Regions from separate parts of the Callithrix jacchus genome. Here region 1 is linked to region 2. The links are chromatin contacts, called in public Hi-C maps. All regions are on one chromosome and are shown on one strand. The core of a region is the stretch at or near the end of the contact, and the rest is flanking DNA. Distances in the headings are between cores, read along the strand shown. Region 1 holds the start of MARK4 (microtubule affinity regulating kinase 4). Region 2 holds the start of APOE (apolipoprotein E).

Region 1 (2,742 bases), core at 153-2,652, 320 kb before region 2:
CAGCCAGGGCAAGATGAGAGGCTTCAGGTGCAGGAGTTTTCTGGAAGAAGGATCTGGGGCCAGGCCCTGTGGCTGAGGAAGGCCTCTGAAGCTGGGGAGGGGGCTTCTTTTGGAGGCCAGACCCCCAGTAAGGAAGGGGGAGGTGCTGGGGCAGGAGAAAGGATGGTGGCTTGTGCGGAAAGGGACTGAGTTTGTCCTAGCTGAGGGTCCAGAGGTTGGAGGTTGGGGAAGGGGCTTGCCTGAAGCTGAGAAGTTGATAGAGGGCAGATGAGGCCTGGAGTCAGACTGGTCCAGGGCCTAGAAATAGGAGCCTGGGCGAGGTGGGGGCCTGGAAGTTGGAGGCCAAGGCTTCCCGGGAGGGGAAGAGACCAGAAAGGGTCCAGGTGGCATCTGGGGGCCCCGGGGTGCTGGGATCTAGGGATAGGGCTGTTGGGAAAATGGGGACCAGGCCTGGGAAGGGAGAGACCTTGAAGAAGCCAGAAAAGGGCCGGGGCCCAGGAGAGGTGGAAGCCAGCTTCCTGCCAGGGGCTGCCCACAGGCACACGGGTGGGTCCTGGAGGGGCAGAGGATTGGGAAGGAGAGGAGGGGGACTGCTGGGGAGCCAGCACCCAGCCCCAGACAGGGAAGGCGGAACCAGAGGCAGGACTGGGCCAGGCCCTGTTGTGAGAGCCAGCGTCGGGCCTTGAGGGGTCAGGGGCCCTGCAAATCCGGGAGGGAGCGAGGTGTCGGACGCGGACGGCCTGGAGGGGAAAGGGCTTAGCAGGCGCGAGAGAAGGGAGGGGCTCCTGGAAGCAGGGGAGGGGGCTTCCTGGAGGGAAGAGACCCGAGCGGAAGCGGTCTGCACGGGGACAAGAGAGGGGTCCCGAGAGAGCGGCGCCCCCAGGGGTCGGGCTGGGCTGGAAAAGGTGGGGAGGGCCGAGAGGCCTGGAAGTCCGGAAGGGGTCGGGAGGTGACGAGCTGGGTCGAGCCCTGGAAAGCAGGGTAGGGGCTCGCGGGGCGAAAGGTTTGGCAGCTGAACCCAGCCAGGGCTTCCCAAGGGGCCGGGCCCCACTCACCGTGTCCGAGTTCCGATCGTTGCCCGGGGCCAGCGCCGTCCGCGAAGACATCTTCTCCTGGTCCCGGGGGGGGCAGGGGCGGCCGGGTGGGGGGGGCGGGGGTCCCAGGGTCCCCTCTCTTCCCCTCCCCCCCCGCCGGCCTGGGGACGCGAGCTCAAAAGCTGGGCGCCGAGAACGCCCGGGTCCGCGCCCCGGGAGAGGGGGCAGGGCGGGGGAGGGGAGGGGACGCCGAGGGTCCTAGCAGCCCCGTGCAGCGGGGACCCCGGGCGCCATGGGGGCGTCGGGCGGGCAGGCGGGCGGGGGCCGCGGAGGGGGCGCGGAGCCGGCCCAGGCGGCGGCGGAGGGAGGCGGTGGAGGGGCCGGGGAGGGAGGAAGGGACGTCAGGGGGAGGGGCGGCAGGGCGGGGCGCCGGGACCCCGCCCCCCGCCGCCGGCCCTTAAAGGCGCAGGCCCGGGCTGGTCCCGGGCTCCGGGGGCTCCGGGGGCGGAGGCGGGTCTGGGCGCGCCGGCGGGAAGGTGGTTCTCGCCCGAGAGGAGAGACGCACCGCAGAGGAGAAAAGGGGAGAAAGAGTCCGGGGCAGAGCGCCAGAGACGCAGAGAGAGAGATCGAGAGACAGAGAGACACAAAGAGAGAGAGAGACGGGTTGCAAAAGGGCGGAGAGAGAGAGAGGCGCAAGGAGATGAACGGGGAGACCGAGGCAGAGAGACCCAGCGACGCAGAGGGACAAAGACTCAGCGAGACACCCCCCCCACACACACACAAACACACAGAGAGAGACAAAGACACACAGAGATGCAGAGATCTGTGAAGAGAGACAGATAAAGGGACTGAGCCAGAGAAGCCCCCAGAGGCGCTGCCACATTGTCCCTCCCCCGCCCCCCTCCGCTCATTCTCTCCCCAGTCGGGGGTGGGGACGGCAGAAGCTCTCCCCTCGGAGGCCTAAGGGTGGGGTGGGCAAAGGGGATGCTGTGCGGGGCTTGGCCACTGCGGAGGGCTCAGCGACCTCTCTAGTCAGGCCGCCTCCGCCCACGCACATAGCTCCAGACCCTCAGGTTGGGGCTGCAATGTCCTCTCCTCTACACCCTGGCTGGCGTGTGGGCACCCTCTCTGTCCACCTGTATGACCCGGGGCAAGCTCGCCCTTTCTGGGCTTCACTTTCCCAGTCTGTAAAGTGAGAGGGAGGATCCGTGTGTTGCTCACGGGCAGGGCTGAAGCAGGTGTGAAGGAACCTGTGCAGGTATTCACCTGCAGGACACGGCCACTCCCAATGCGGGCAGACTGAGACCAAAGAGGGCAAGGGCCTCTCGCAGTCCACACACCCTGTGGGGACCACCCATACTCTGTGGACCAGTGTGGGAAGAAAGAAAAACGGGCATTACATAGTGGTGGCCTGGGAATCACACGGTTTTGGGAAGGGTCCTGTGCCTGACTGACCACTTTCCCGAGCCTCAGTTTCCCTTTCTAAAATAGCAGCGCGCTGGATCTGGCTGGATGGAGCTGATGGTTATGTCGCAGGAATTTTGGAAATGGTTGTTAAACACAGCCATTATTAAAAATTAAATTATGCAAACATACAATTAAATAAATTATATTAAAGGTAATACATACTCCTCATGTCCTAATTACCTTACTACATTTGCTATTATCTGTGATCCTGAGGTTACTTACGTCTGTGGTAGCTGCACAG
Region 2 (2,760 bases), core at 126-2,625:
ACTCCCAGCCGGGCATAGTGGATCACGCCTGTAATCCAAGCACTTTGGGAGGCGGAAGTGGGCACATCACCTGAAGTCAGGAGTTCAAGACCCGCCTGGCCAACATGGTGAAACCCCATGTCTATTAAAAATACAAAAGTTAGTTGGACATGGTGGTGTGTGCCTGTAATCCCAGCTGCTGGGGAGGCTGAGGCGGGAGGATGGCTTTAACCCGGGAGGCGGAGGTTGCAGCAGTGAGCCAACATCGCGCCACTGCACTCCATCCAGCTTGGATGACAGAGTTAGGCTGCCCCTCCCCCCACCAAAAAGAAAAAACTCTCATCTCAAGGATTGGGGAAACAGGCCTAGAGAGCATCAATCGCTGTTCAGAGCCAGGGAGCGGCACGGAAGCTTCAGACCTGAGCCTTCCCTTCAAGAAGACAGACCAGCTGACGATGGGACTCAGACCTGCCTGAATGGGGTCAGGAGGTTGGTGTGGAGGGGGGAGAAGTGGGCAAGTCGAGCAAGCCCCGCCCCCATACCTGCCAGGAATGCGACCAGCAACGCAGCCCACAGAACCTTCATCTTCCCGCCTGTGATTGGCCAGTCTGGGGAGGGAGAAGTCAATCAACCCCCAGCGAGAACTCCCACCCCCAACCCGGCCCCACCCCAGCCTAGCCTTCAAAGCCTTGCTCCATTATCTGCAAAGGCCTAATCCCAACAGACATTCACCAAGCCTCCCCCATCCAGTGCCTATTCAATTGCCTTCTGGTCTTCTTTCATTTCCCCATCCCCCAGGTCGGCCTCCATAGTTAAAATTCCATCTTCCTCTCCCAGGGTTCAAATTTCACCCCCTGCCCCCTCCTCACCACCCGTTCCATCTCAGTCCCAGCGTCGCATTCCTCATCCTCCCCTCACATTCTAAGCTCCAGTTTCACATCTGAGAGCGTTTTCCACTTATGAGGTAGTTCAGTCCTCATTTAAAGTTCTCCAGTCGGCGGCTAGCTACGCTGTCGCTGCCCCTGGATCCCCAAGTAGGGAGGTCAGAAGACAATGGGGACACCCAGTAGGTGCTCAATAAATGGCAGTGACAACTCGTGGGGTCCTGCTTTGACTTAGCTCCGAGTCCAGCTGCTCTCCCCACCCCACCTAGCAGGTCAGATCACCTCTGTTGCCCAGGTCCACTCCCCTGCCGCTGGCCTCACCCCCAACTCCTCCCCTCCCCCAGCCCAAACCCAAGTAGCTCTCCTGAGACTTCTTTCCCGGAGGCCAGGGCTCCCCGAGGTCCCAGCTACATCTTCCTAGAGGCCCCTGAGCTGAGCTGTGCGCCCTCCCTATGCTTCTCACCAGCTCCTGGGGAACGCGTCCTTCACCTCCACTGGGGCTGAGTAAGACTGGAGGCTCCCAGACTCGTCCAATTATAGGACTCCCCCTGTCCCGCCCCCTCTTCCAGGGATAGGGCGGGCTGGGCCAGCCCCCTGTCACGAGGCGGGCTGTTCTCCCCCTGCCCCTGGCACAGCAGGGCAGAGGGAGGAGGTGGGGCATAGAGGCCTTTTGACCACCCCCAACTGTCCCCAGGAAGGGAGGACACCTCACCCAGTAATCCAGACACCCTCCTCCATTCTGGGGGCCAAGCAGGAGGGGGAACCTGCAGGCTGCACGGAGTCCTCCTTCCCTGACCCTATCCTTTCCTGTGCCAGGAAGAATGCACTCTGGAGAAGGAGCTGGGACCTGGACTTCTGAATCCCAGAGAGAAAGTGGGGCTAGGGGGCCAGACAGAAGTGGGATGGGAGGAGCCGGGAGTGGTGGCTCACACCTGTAATCCCAGTACTTTGGGAGGCTGAGGTAGGTGGCTCACTGGAGGTCAGAGGTTTGAGTCCAGCCTGGCCAACATGGTGGAAACCCAGCTGTACTCAAAGTACAAAAATTAGCCACGCGTGGTGGCAGGCACCTGTAATCCCAGCTACTCGGGAGGCTGAGTCAGGAGAATCGCTTTAATCTGGGAGGCAGAGGTTGCAGTGAGGTGAGATCTCACTACTGCAATCCAGCCTGACTCTTTGGGAAAAAAAAAAGAAAGTCGGGGGGAGGCCAGGTTTAGTGGCTCACACCTGTAATCCCAGCACTTTGGGAGGACAGGGCGGGTGGATCACCTGAGGTCAGCAGTTCTCAACCAGCCTGGCCAATATGGCGAAACCCCGTCTCTACTAAAAAAAATACAAAAGTTAGCCGGGCATGGTGTTGGTCGCCTGTAATCCCAGCTACTTGGGAGGCTGAGGCAGGAGAATCGCTTGAACCTGGGAGGTGGAGGTTGCAGTGAGCCGAGATTGTGCCAAGGTACTCTAACCTGGGCAACCGAGTGAGACTCTGTATCAAAAAAAAAAAAAAAAAAAAAAATTGGGGGATGGGGGCTCAACAGTGGGATGGGAGGGTGGGAACAGGGAACAATGCGATGCATGTGCTGAATCTGGGCTTTGTGAGTGGGATCTGGTTTTAATCATAGCTTCGTTTGGTGGTGAACTTGAGCACAGGGGAGCCCCATCCCCACATGTAAATGAGATTCCAGCACCTCCCCCGCCTGGCAGAGGCATTTTGGTTTCCAGGGGATTAAAGCTGTGCTTCTGGGTCAGGGTTAGGATTCTGGAGCCAAACTGCCAGGGCCTGAATCCTGGCTCTGCCAGTTGCCAGCTGTGTGACTGATACATTTGGTGACAAGCTAGCATGTGTGTCCAGCATGGAGGACAGCCCTGGCACACAGCGGTCCTATGTTAGGGCTAGCGATGG

The links. Hi-C and Micro-C count contacts between places; a contact is called where the count stands out from the background.
Region 1: a contact with region 2 is called in a Hi-C map of skeletal muscle, with 6 times the contacts expected there. The contact joins the promoter of MARK4 here to the promoter of APOE in region 2. A contact is called at or near these places in 2 of 3 Hi-C or Micro-C datasets (both in skeletal muscle).

The regions. Positions count from the first base shown.
Region 1 is chr22:39,432,007-39,434,748 of calJac240_pri, reverse strand. It overlaps MARK4 (microtubule affinity regulating kinase 4), which reads right to left and starts at 1,402. Exons shown (of 18, transcript XM_035283941.3): 1 at 1,056-1,402. The coding sequence starts at 1,106.
Region 2 is chr22:39,112,835-39,115,594 of calJac240_pri, reverse strand. APOE (apolipoprotein E) reads right to left here and starts at 1,375. Exons shown (of 4, transcript XM_002762227.4): 1 at 1,327-1,375; 2 at 522-587. The coding sequence starts at 564.